Linked DNA regions of Hordeum vulgare: all the other regions are linked to region 3. A link is a contact called in public Hi-C data. All regions are on one chromosome and are shown on one strand. The core of a region is the stretch at or near the end of the contact, and the rest is flanking DNA. Distances in the headings are between cores, read along the strand shown.

What was found. A called contact is a pair of places that touch in the nucleus more often than the background predicts.
Region 1: a contact with region 3 is called in a Hi-C map of seedling, with 4 times the contacts expected there. The contact joins the promoter of LOC123408285 here to the promoter of LOC123427504 in region 3. A contact is called at or near these places in 2 of 6 Hi-C or Micro-C datasets (leaf and seedling).
Region 2: a Hi-C map of seedling shows a contact between it and region 3, with 5 times the contacts expected there. The contact joins the promoter of LOC123427483 here to the promoter of LOC123427504 in region 3. A contact is called at or near these places in 2 of 6 Hi-C or Micro-C datasets (leaf and seedling).

What each region holds. Positions count from the first base shown.
Region 1 is chr1H:150,962,917-150,967,166 of MorexV3_pseudomolecules_assembly, reverse strand. LOC123408285 reads right to left here and starts at 2,828. Exons shown (of 3, transcript XM_045101428.1): 1 at 2,721-2,828; 2 at 1,777-2,620; 3 at 1,387-1,667. The coding sequence starts at 2,516. The coding sequence ends at 1,532.
Region 2 is chr1H:149,483,938-149,488,354 of MorexV3_pseudomolecules_assembly, reverse strand. LOC123427483 (mitochondrial dicarboxylate/tricarboxylate transporter DTC-like) reads left to right here and starts at 1,359. Exons shown (of 6, transcript XM_045111543.1): 1 at 1,359-1,760; 2 at 2,460-2,543; 3 at 3,330-3,391; 4 at 3,934-4,295. The coding sequence starts at 1,632.
Region 3 is chr1H:150,293,542-150,297,979 of MorexV3_pseudomolecules_assembly, reverse strand. LOC123427504 (shaggy-related protein kinase GSK2) reads right to left here and starts at 2,495. Exons shown (of 12, transcript XM_045111576.1): 1 at 2,234-2,495; 2 at 2,035-2,136; 3 at 1,616-1,675; 4 at 1,260-1,532; 5 at 1,102-1,176; 6 at 886-942; 7 at 295-435; 8 at 147-197; 9 at 1-72. The coding sequence starts at 2,308.

The DNA.
Region 1 (4,250 bases), core at 1,579-4,078, 670 kb before region 3:
ACATTTCATCTCTAATTTCTAGAGTTGCATACTCTTCAATGTGCTTTGGGCTAAATTAAATGTGGGAATGCCCTACAACATCAAATGGCACCAATTCCTTATTCAACATTCCAAGTTTCCAATTTCAACTAACATATCAAAGGAAAGATGCAAGAAGACTAGAAGAGGATACCACCTGCTGCTGGTCGTCGGTTTCATGTGGTCGCTTCCGTTTGGTTGATTTGCTCGCTAAACTGCTGCCTCTGCCATAGCCGCAGTTTCATCGACAGCAGCAGCCTCGGCCTCGGTTTCTTCGAGTTCGGCAGTACCAGATAGACCCACCCAATCCACATCCTCACCGGTATCCATCACCAGCAACGCCCCACTGTCGCCCCCCCTCCTGGTCCGACCTCCAGCATCAGCACGTCGCCCTGGAGCCCCTCACTATCGCCCCCTCCGCTAGCCCGACCTGCAGTGCCTCCCCCAAACGCCGCCACCCCTCGTCGTTGGCCCAACCTGCAGCAGCAGCAGCACCCCCACCGGCCGCCGCAGCCAGCAGATGCGAAATCTGGCCCCTGCGTCTGGGAACCCTTGCCACTGGCGATTGGCGGCGGCGCGAGCCCCAACAGTTAGGTCACGTCTGCTTCGTGCGTTTCTCTGCATCCTCTCGACTGGAATTCTAGATCGAGCATTTCTGTTTGGGCCTATAGACAAAAAGCCCACCCAACCGACCCAAGTCATTGCTTACCCCATCGGCCCTTCATCGTTGGTTGCTGCGTCCCTCCCCTCACGAACAGAACGCTGCCGCCGCCACTGGATTTTTGCAGATTTCGCGGCCGGTGGAAAAACAAGTAGGTGAGGGTCGATCCTGTGCCATCGACGACCCGGGGCGGCCGCCCCAGCTCGGCCCAATGATGGGTCCGCCATTGCCTTTCATAGAAATAAAATCGTGTATCTTCTAAAATAATAGAGAACGTGTTTTTTGAAAAAAAATCCATGGGATACAAAAAGCCAATCTCTAAACTGGATAAAAAACCTATCTAAAAAGCCGAAAACCAAAACCCGTACAGAAAAAAAATAAAAAAACGAAATTTGAAGGAAATGCTGAGAGTGTGACATGTGGCGGCGACCAAAAATGCGCAAGTGACGACGCGTGAGAGTGATCGCTGAAAGGGTCTCGAAGAAGTGCACGCTAACTAGTTGCTCTTCAATTTGTGTAAAAATTAAGCTAGTTAGCCTTTTTCTTTTTTTTCCGCGCTGGTCCATTGTAGTAGCCAACGATTGTGACATTAACTTTTTAAAAAAACGATGATGTCATCTGTTTTGACGTGGCAAAATAAATGATAATGAAGGTATGTGGCCCGTATGTGTTTCGGAAAAGGCCAACGATCCAGTACTTGTGTTTCGTCTCGCCGCAACTCGCAAATACTTATATTAGCCAGTAAGAACACGCCAAGACGCCTACCAATCTATATGCACCCATTCCACAGCCGATCAACAAGATGGAGTTGAATGGACTCGACATGTCCAAAATTTCCTACCCATTCCAAATTCAGGACCACCGGCAGTCACATCCGCGGCACGCGCAGCTTGGCCACCATATCGACGGACAAGAGCACCAACCAGCCTCCGCCGCCGCGCCAGTTTCCGCCACCGATGCCTCCGTCTCCTCCAACGCGGGCGGAAGACTGCAATTGAAGCCAACATTCGCAGGTCAGGACGACGAGGGACACAGAAAGACCGCGCACGTAATGCAAACCATGTGAGGTAATGCATGCCGAGAAGACGGGCGTGTACCTGCGCGTGCCGGCGACGCCATCGGCGGTGGCGAACCTGACGGACTTCTTGTTCATGCTTGTGCCACTGCCGCACCCCGCGCAGTCATCCCTCACGCACAAACTCCCGCCGGAGTTTCCTGTCGACATCTCTGGCACGGCCGGCAGCCTCGCGGCGGATGAGAGGCGGTGGAACACCCCAGAGGCGTCGTAGTAGAGGTCGCCGACACCGTAAAGCGGGCCGATCTCGCCGGAGTTTTCCAGCTGGATGCTGAAAAGCGAGTCGTTCGAGGTGGCGCTCCATTGGGCGGGGCACGTGGACTGCGTGCGGAACATCGATGAAGGGAGCCTCTTCGTGTCGTACCCAGCGGGCTGCCCCTGCACCATCATCGTCTGGACTGCCGGCGGCAGCGTTGCTGGCATTGACTCGGCGCAAGAGGAAGAACGGTCGTGGTCCGCCGCCGCCTCGACCTGGTACAAGCTCGCGTAGGAGGACGTGGAGGACAAGGAGGACTGCCGGTCAAGGTCGGGCAGGGGAATGCTCTCGAACGAGGAACTGCTGGATAGAGGTGGGGACGACGACGAAGCGGACGACGACCGCAGCGATTCGGCCGGCGTCCAGAAGGAGTCGGAGTGGGAAAGCTTGCGGTCGTGAGTGGCCTCGACGCTGCCGGGGCTGCAGGAGTATGAGGGCAGCCTCATCGGTGCGGGTGCGGGTGCGGGTGCGCGCGCAGAACCGCCGTCCTGGTCCATGACCGCCATGGCTGCGTCACGCGAGGTCGTGATCCTGACTCGCGATGATTAATCGGCTCGTGGAGTCCGTTCTGGATTAACGATGCAGAAGGCGGCGTCGCGACGCCGCAGATCTACACGTACGAGAGAGAAGCAAATCAAATCTCCTCATTTGGAAGGGAGAACAGAAGAAATCAAATCGAAATTGAGAGAACAAATCTCCACACATCCTACCTGCTGTGAAGAGCTAAATGGGCACATATGGGATTGATTGGTCGGAACTCGGCGGTGAGAGGCCGCCAAGGAAAATTCAAGAAATGGAGCTCCGACAAGAGACAACAATAGCCGGCCTCGCTTTTATATGCATGGGAGTTGGGATGGATCAACGGGGAAGAGGACAGACCGTCTATCGCAGGGAAATTTAGGTGCTGCCGTTGGCTGGGAGGCCAACCTACTTTTGGCATGGAAAAAGTGACGTAACAAAACTTGCGATCGACATATATATTCCGGGCATACTCACATATGGGTTTCTCCCGAATAAGATGGTTTTTGTGGTCTACTCTATTTGGAAATCCGGGAATGACGAGTTGTTTCAGAGAAAGGAAAACTCAGCCCTGTTGGTTTTCTGTGCAGCGAAAGCTATTACTAATTGTTTATCAAAGAAAATGAGGATGCATGACCAATTTTTTTTTAATCAAGAGCTTTATATAGATCACCCAGAAGGATTACAATCCTTCATTACACAATCCGTAAGGAAGGATGAAAATAGTTTATCCAAAGACAAACATCTTCTAGAGGTACTACAAAGTTTAGCGCACACATGTACAAGTTCATTTCCTTCTCACAACAGCTCCAAACGCGTGACCGAAACAGACGTGTGCTTTGTCCGTCTTTTATCCGTTTGGATTGACGTGTACGTCCTCTTTTTTAAATGGATCGGCCGCGCGTTTAACGGACGGGTCCAATAAGAGAATTCGAGATTAGGGGGTCCTTGGGCTGTTTATCTATTTTTATGGGACGGACTCATGGGTCGCCCTATAATTGTCATGACTTGGTATATGCTCCAAGGCAAGATGGTAATGATCATGTTTTTTCCTTGGTGTAACCGGTATTGTGTAATCCTATTATCCCTGGTATCTATATAAACGAGATGGCCTTAGCTCATAGGACATGTTAATATCATTACTCATAGGGTTTTAGACCACAATATACGATCTCGAGGTAGATCAACTCTATACTCGATACTCCATCATCAATATAAACAAGAGCAGGTTTTACCTCCATCAAGAGGGCCCAACTATACACCACATTTCGGCTCCACCTACTTCACAAATCGTCCCACCTAGAGTACGGGGGACGAGGCAGTAAACTTCCTAGATAGAAATGGGCTTCACAGCCCACAAACATCTCGCAAAGGGCAACGAAGCCCGAGATATGAAGTATGGATGCACGGGTAAGGTAGTGGAGTTGAATCCCGTAAAATTCTTATAAACCCCTTAAAAAGGGTGAATGGGAAAACCCAAGCGTTGTACGAGGAAGAGAACGAAACATACCCTCTCTTCCTTGCGGGGAGTAGGGAATTTCTCCGCGAAGGCTTCACCGTTTGCGGAAGTCAATCAAGAATGGGAAGGTGCCAGATCTGAGGAAGGAAGATATCCCTGCACCTCTAGGTCACGCAAACAAAGACAAGATACACAACAACTTGCCCGGTCGCCTAGAAGAGAGTCATGAGGGCGTGAGGAGGAGCTTGGAGTGCTCGCCATG
Region 2 (4,417 bases), core at 110-2,609, 810 kb after region 3:
GAGCGTCTTCTTCGAGCACGCCAAACCATGAAGGACTCCGCAGACAAGCACCGACCGGATCGTGTTTTCGTCGTCAATGACTGGGTTTTCCTCAAGCTTCACCCGTATGTGCAACGCTCCGTCACCACAAGGCTCAATCAGAAGTTGGCTTTCCGCTACTTCGGACCCTACTTCGAGACGTTCCGCAGATCCTTGTGCGCTGGACAGATCAGCCACCAGATTTCACCACCTGGGAAGACACCAAGGAACCTGGCTGCCACTTTCCTCGGGCGCCAGCTTGGGGTCAAGCTGTGTCTCAAGGGGGAGGGAGTGTTACGACTTCTGCCTCCCTCGGCCCGCCTGCTACCGATGGCTCCGCCCCAACAGCCGTCGCCACCCACTGGGCGGAGCGGCCTCATCGACCGATGAAGCCCAACAACCGTTTCGCAACCCAAGTGTGGGACACCACCCGTTAGGTTAAGTAGGCTCCGACCCCTCCTGCATGAGGTGTGCTGGATGTAATCTTTGAACCGACGGCGATTTCTTCCTCCCGAACCTCTCTCCCTCCCTCCGAACCTCGAATTTGACCTCGAATCTTGTATCAAACCTGTTCTTGAAAGTGAGATCCAACTGGGAGCGTAACATTATCTGAGCGCAGCTATATTCCAAAGTTGTTCGTCCAGTTGCTCTTGGTGTTTGCTGAGTGATGTATCTATGTTTCTTTGGTAGCAGAAGTGCATATCATGTCTTTTTCTTCCTTGGGTTGCTTCGTCATGTTAGTCATGTTCTTCATCAACAGGGATTCTTGCTCCCTTATTGTCTTCTATGACTTCTATTCAGCTCTTCTTTCTCAGATTCTGCTTTTTTTACTCTTTCTTCTAAGCAGTTTATGTAACCTCTCATGTACACTGTCTTCGAGCTCAATAAATTAGCACCTATTGGTGCCTTTTTCTGTTATAAAAGAAAGATTTATACAGCAAGGAAAGAAAAAATGCTCTTCCTTTGCAAAAAATAAAATAAAAATGCGAGGTCTCGCCTCACGTGCGGTCTTTCGGAGGCGTTTGGACATAAGCTGGAGAAAACAAACACGGCGAGGACGGGAACTCCGACGACGAGGTTGGCTGGACCACGCCTCCCACCACACCAGCAATGGGCCTGCTCAGGGGCCCCACTGCGCACAAGATCTCCCTTCCAATTCCACACGGACAGATCCCATACGCCACCACCACTTTTCTCCTCCTGACGTCTACTCAACTTTTCCAACCCATGCCATGCTTAAAGAAAAAAAAACCTTTTCCAACCTTGTTTGTGTCAACTTGCGCCTCAACCTGCCTTAAAAAAAACGAAAAAACTTGCGCCTCAACCGCCTCATGTGCACCACGTCCATGCGCACAGCCGCGACGGCGCTCACGAGAACGCGGCGCTGCTTTATTACGCATTTTTTACGGCCAAGTAGTATTTTATCGTCCATCTGTTCTTTCTTCTCGGAGAAAAAGTAAGTAATCCTGTTATCTCCTCGCGTCGCTCTCGGCGCAATAATAAAAGCGCAACGGCACCCAGCGATCTAGGCCTCCTCCTCGCCCGCATCGCCTTCCCTCCGCTCGCGTCTGCTGCACTTCCTCTCCCAGCCCGGCTAGATCTCGCCGGAGGAGATGGCGGACGCGAAGCAGCAGCAGGCCGCGGCGCCCACCGGCGTCTGGAAGACGATAAAGCCATTCGTCAATGGTGGCGCCTCCGGGATGCTCGCCACCTGCGTCATCCAGCCCATCGACATGATCAAGGTACGGATGCGCTACTCACTTCTTCTTTCCCGGTGTGGAATATATGATTTAGGGGCAGCTTGTTGAGTTTGGTGGCTCTCTTGAGCCTTAGATCTGTGGTTGGTTATAGTGGATGCGAGCGACGCGATTGATGGATCGGGTCGATTGATTTCTGCGCATCTCTGGGTTAGATCTGAGCTCACCCTCGAGTGAGCTCCGGACAACTTGTTGTACACTAGGGTGGCTATTCTTGAGGAGATCTGTGGAAACTGGAGTATGCGGTCACACCACGAGCGCAAGTGGGGGCGACACACTTCGTTATTTGTTATCTACAGTCGAAACTGTCCGATGTGTTAGCTTAGATCCTCCGTGGAGATCGCACTAAATCTGTGGTGTGCTATTTTCTTCCTCACCAAAAGATCTGTGTGTTTGCGTGGCTTTACTTGTTTTTAATCAGTTAGCACTAGTTCTTTGGTCTCAAGATGTTGTTCTAGTTATTATTATTATTTGCTGCTGGAATGTTCCTGCACATGCAGAATTAGCCAGACCACTATATTTTGGTAGTGTCGGCCAACATGCCATCATAGTTCAAGTGGGTTATTTACTGGAGAGTTGTGTAGAATGTTATGGCTTATGATTAATAGCTTTTACTGAAACATGAAGACTGTAAATATCTATTTCGTGCACATTATATATAGCTTTTCCTGTTTTTGGTTTCAGGTGAAGATCCAGTTGGGTGAGGGATCTGCAGCTCAGGTCGCAAAGACAATGTATGCTAATGAGGGCCTTGGTTCCTTCTACAAGGTTTGTTCTTGCAAATGTCTTTATTCATGATGTGCATAATTGTTCTGTATGTAGTTTTCTGCTGGCCACGGTACATTTGCCATGTAATAGTGTCAGTGACTCAGTGCACATGTAAAGTATGACTTACAAACATAAATTAAACATGTAAATAACTAAATATTCTCTGGTATTCACAACTATATTTTCTTATTTGTGCATGTTTTCTCACCTTGAGTATTGTTGAGGTGGAAGAAGACTAATAAACATTTGCAATCATAAACACAGTTGTAAGTTAATATATTGATCATTGCTTGGAATTTTTCAGAATTCAAAAGTAAGAGATCAAGGAAACCCAATCTTTGGGACAATACTCACACTGAACCCCATTTTTTAAAATTTTAGCACATAACGATAGCTTTTGTGGCAAGATTTTAAATAGAGGAGTACATAAGAGATAATAAATATAGATAAGAGGCACGGTACTAAGTTTAGCAATGATTGTAGGAGTCTAATCTTTGTCTACAAGTGCAACCATTGGAGGGGGAATTATGGAATTGGATACAGATTTCGCATGGCTCAGATCAGAAGTATCCCATCTATCCTCTGTTACTTATCTATCCTTCAGACCTTTGTTTGGGTCCGAATCGTTCATTTTTGTTCAGTAAATGATGTTTGCATCAATGATGCTGGTTTTCTAGTTTGATCCGAAGACCTCAGTGACATTTTCTGACATTTCACCTACGGCAGCAGATTATTTTGTGCTTTTTGAATTGGTTTGTTGCTTCAAGTTTTACATTTTTTTGACAGGGTTTGTCAGCAGGTTTACTAAGGCAAGCTACCTATACGACAGCTCGTCTTGGATCCTTCAGGTTTGTATAACATGGTTTAATGGATAGAGTACTATAAATAGTCATTGCTTGCACAATAATTGAGTTGTCTAGTAGGATCTCTTTGTTGTTTTAAAATAAATGCATATGACTGGATAATTACCATGAGATATTATGTCTTTGGTTTGGTGTTTTTCGTTATCAAAATGTTAACTATACTAGGCTGTTGCCATAACTATCATGAATGTTTATTACTCCCTCTGTCCCAAAATAAGTGACGCAAATTTTATACTAAGTTAGTACTCCCTCCGTCCCAAAATAACTGTCTTGACTTTGTACTAGGTCTAATACAAAGTTGTACTAAGCTCAAGACAGTTATTTTGGGACGGAGGGAGTATAAATTTTGTACTAAAGCAGCGACACTTATTTTGGGATGGAGGGAGTACATTATAATGTCTGAATCAACTGTGTCATTATGAAGTTGGATCTGTTCAGTTGAAAAATAGTTGGAAGTTTATTGTTTCATTGATTCTAGTTGATTTATCCTTACTTGGAGTTCTGTATTTGGTAATATTTCTTGTCAGGGTTTTGACAAACAAAGCAATTGAGGCAAATGATGGGAGGCCATTGCCGCTTGTTCAGAAAGCTTTTATTGGTCTAACTGCTGGAGCGATTGGCGCATGTGTGGGCAGTCCTGCTGATTTGGCACTCATTAGGATGCAAGCTGATTCGACCCTACCAGCAGCACAGCGGCGTCACTACAAAAATGCATTCCACGCACTCTACCGTATCACAGCTGATGAAGGTGTCCTTGCGCTTTGGAAGGGTGCAGGCCCAACTGTGGTGAGAGCCATGTCACTGAATATGGGCATGCTTGCGTCCTATGATCAAAGTGTTGAGCTGTTCAGAGACAAATTGGGTGCCGGAGAATATCAGACTGTTATTGGTAAGATTATTGTTTAGGATTCTTTCTTTACATTGTTGTTTAGGATTCTTTACACTCTTAGGTTAAGACCTTTGCTGCTGTTCCTTTTATATATGCTAATCAGTACTAAGTTGCAAAATTTT
Region 3 (4,438 bases), core at 1,246-3,745:
CTGCGGAAACCTAAACTCCGTATAATTCGGGTTCATGCAACGTATTTCCTCCCGAGTTGGTGTTCCAAGAACCTACAAGAACATCACAAAGGTCAACATCATTTAATAGTATAAGCGAAAGAGAGAGATATGGAATGTTTGCAGACCTTGATTATCTCTACGAGTTGATCGACTGCACTCTCTCCTGGAAATAATGGCTAGCAAAAAGAAATGGAAGATCAGAAACTACAGTATTGACATCTTAGTTGGAACCTAGGAGGTTGCAAAATATGTGAATAAAACGAAGGAACTAACCTGACCAAGGAGCAGTTCTGCAAGAACACAACCAGCTGACCATATATCTATCGATGATGTATATTCAGTCGCACCAAATATAAGCTCCGGAGCACGGTAGTAGCGTGAGCATATGTATGATATATTGGGCTCACCCGCCACCTGATAGAGCAGCACAAGAAAAATGATATCAGATTAGCAGGTAAGTAACATCAAAGTACTATGCAGGTTGATATTGTAGCAAAGGAACTAAATTTTATATTCAGTGTCGGACACCCAATGTAATCAAATGAAGTGAAGATCAGAAACTTTACTTTCGGCTAAAGCAAGAATTCAGCATGCCAGTAGGGAATAAGCGCAATACAGAGATAATAGTTTATAACCAATGCTATCTGAAGAAGTCAAATTGTAAAGTGTATAAAAGTGACTTAATTTTAATCTTAACGACTGACTAGCTATAAACCTAAAACAGTAAGGATAAATCAAAATAGCACAGACCATGATGCCAATTCTGGTTCAATATTGAATAGAATGAGTAGTCTACACGACAGGACAAATGGATCTAAGCAGTGTGTATGTATCACCAAACTCTTGGGGAAAGAGCCAACATACCAGAACTTTTGCGCTTCCAAAGTCACAGACCTTAACTTGATGTGTTAAAGGATCAACCTGTATAAGGAAGCAAATTCAAAATCAAACATGAAAAGCCATGCATGATAACCGAGCAAATCTGTTCAGTGTGTTCACTGATACATTTTATTCCGGAAAGGGGAAGACCCCGTCCTCTGCATCAAGTGATGCACACAGCCAGTGTTCACCGATACATACCAAAACATTTTGTGGCTTCACATCCCTGTGACAGACTCCTGGAACAGTATGAATGTACGCCAGCCCCCTGAATAGCTGCCACCAATGTCAAATTGACTTAGAATAGTTGCACAATGACAGGCACACATTTCACATTTATTCATTGGCAATTCACAAACCTGATAGGTGTAAAGCTTGACATAGATAAGTGGCATCCCCTGTTTGGCATTACTGTAATGCTTAAGCACGCGGTAGAGCGTCTCCGGGACATACTCCATGACAAGGTTCAGAAACAGCTCATCTCTACTTGTGGTTGAGAAGAAGCAGTGCTTGAGGGAGACAACATTGGAATGGTTCATCGAACGCATAAGCTGCAGCTCACGGTTCTTGTACCGCCGGTCCTGCAGTACCTTCTTAATGGCCACCGTCTCCCCAGTTTCCAAGCATTTAGCCTACACATGCAACCATTTCACTAAACATCAGGCTGATGGTGAACAACACAAACATGGAAACAAGCAATGGCTCGAGCAATCACCTGAAAGACGATGCCAAACGAACCAGTGCCCACAACGCGCTCTGCCATGTAGCTAATCGTCTGAAAAACAAAGCAGGACATTACCAACTGGGCGCCAAAGGGGCATCATCCAAAATCTAACTGAGGCCGTCCAAATTTGTCCCGAAAACCCACACTATTGAACACCACACAGGCATATTTGGAACAGATCTCTTGAGCAAACCATAGTTACATGAGGATCAAACAAATGAGCACTGCAAAAATAGGCTGACAAGCTCCATCGTCCTTGATAAATTCAGCCGCTGTCTATCATTCTTTTTGTTCTCCGTAAACGAAGAAAAACCTAACCAAGGATCCACATACATCTCACCAAGGCAAGAACTGGCCGTGCAAGCTCAGGCCAAGAGACACATGGGAAACATAAGAGACGCTCAGCTCACCTGCTTGGGCTCGCCGTTCTTGCCGCCGATGGTGGTAGAGATGATGTGGCCGGTCATGGCGTCGTTCCCCTCCGCATACGGCGCCTCGCCATCCTGCTGCTTCTGCTCAGCAAGAGCGCCAACACGCTAAACATTAGCTCAACGGAACACCACGGCAAGAAACACACGGCCAACGCCATCCCAGCACAGATCCGGTTACCTTCTCGCAGGCGACTGCGGTGGGGGGCTGCTCGTCGAGCAGCATCGGCTCCGGCGCCGGCGCCGGATGCTCCATGTGCCTGGTGTGTGAATGGGGGCCGACAAGGCGGGCTCACAGCATCCACCTACGCCTGGTCCTCCTCTCTGCCTTGGCGTGCCTTGGCTTGTACTGTGATGTGGGTGGCGCTGCCTTTGACCAGTGGGGGTGGTGGCGACCAAGAGGAACAAGATGGGGAGTGACGTTGATCTATTGAGAGGGCGGTTAGCTGACCCGGTGTAAACAGCTGGTGGATTAGTGGGGAGGTGGATTAGACTAGACGAGGCTCCAGGTCCAGGGTCAAATTGCTGGGAGTACCCGTGTCACATTTATTGCCGAGTAATGGGATTCATTTCTTCGTCAAAAGGATAAACAGTGCCGCTAAAATATATTTACGGCATATTTTCAATTCCTGCCAGAAATTGAAAATATACGAGGGTATTCGTTGGAGAAATTTTCTAGTGAAAGTGGTACACTAATTCCTGCACAAATATACAACGGTACTTATCGGAGAAATTGCTGGCGCATTCATGTCATATAGGAGAACCTTTCTGGTGTTATATATGTCATTTTAATGCCCGGAAATACCTAATTGGTTTTGGGTTCCAAGCAACCTCTTTGAAAAAAATGATTTATAAATTACAAAAAGAGTTAAAAAATTCTGGAACTTTTTGGAGACAAGAACCTTGTAGTGTTATACTCATGTAAAAAGTTTCGCGAAGAAGTGACTTATGTGGACTGCGTGGCAGAAACAAAATGTGTGAATATGTTTATATAGTGTCAATTTTGTTTTGCTTCGCCTAGAATACCATGAACCTCAATCCTTCGCGAAGAGTCACATGAGCATAACACCGCATCATTCTTGTTTGAAAGAAGTTTCTGAAATTTTTGACTAACTTTACAATACTTCTTAAAAAAATCCAATTTGAGGTGCATTTGCACCCAAGACCCAAAGATCCACAGCATTTTATTGCCTCCTTATTAATTTAGTACCAAAAATATGACATCTTTTACATGATAGATATGTGTTTTTGTCCAAGTAATAACATTGCTAGCCAGCACTAAAAATGATGATCAGTAGGCAGTAGCTGGTCCGGCAGGGTGATCAACCACACTGGGGTTGAGACATGGCCAAGACTTATTCAGTTTTTATGAGATATGTTTGTAGAAGTAAAATTATTCGGACATTTTTACATATTGGTTATTGAATAATATATAGTATGCGAGACTGGATAGCAATGCTTTGATAGTCTGGTTTCGTGTTCTATACTCAACATATATGTATAGTATGAGATATGCATTAGTAAAAAATGAAGTACAATGTCTAGATAGGAGTAAGTAGACAATTTAAACGGTTTGCCGATTTTAATTTTTTGACCGGAAGATCTTCACGGCTAGTTTATTAACATCAACCCACACTTACATCGTTTGTTAAGAAATTCAACAATGAGCTCCGAGGGTGTAGGATCATAAGTAGGTTTAGGGTATGTTTGTTTGGGATGCAACTTTCACGATTGCAACTGCAACAGCTCCGGCTGGAAGGAGCAGCTCCGGTTACTAGTTGCGATTGAAAGGTTGGAACCAAGATGCACATGTTTGGTAGTTGTGTTGTAGCAACCGCGGTTGGTGCTGAAACGTGCTGAAATGACTCAAATGCTCTGTTATTTCGTAGATTGGTTTTAAGTGTTGATTGTACTGTTATAGCCGTAAATGACATAGTTAAGAGTTTTTTTTCACCCCATATTGTCACTTCCATGGTGTTAAACTAAAGTTATAATTGTCTTATGTCAATTTGGAAGCATGGTTCCGTTCCATCTAGCCCGTGCACACAAGCATCATCCATCCAAGTTTCCACACACAAGCACATAGCATATACTCCTTCTGTTCCAAATTAAGTGATGCAACTTTGTACTAACTTTGGTACAAAACTAATGCAAAGTTGTGTCACTTATTTTGGGACGGAAGGAGTATAACACTAGAAGTAGTAGCCCACACGCCACCATGGGTGTTGGATAACGTAGCATAAATTTAAAATTTTCCTACGCCATATTCAGATCTTCCTATGGAGAGACCAGTAACAAGAGAGGGAAGAGTGCATCTTCATACCTTTGAAGATCGCTAAGCGGAAGCGTTGCTAGAACACGGTTGATGGAGTCGTACTCGCGGCGA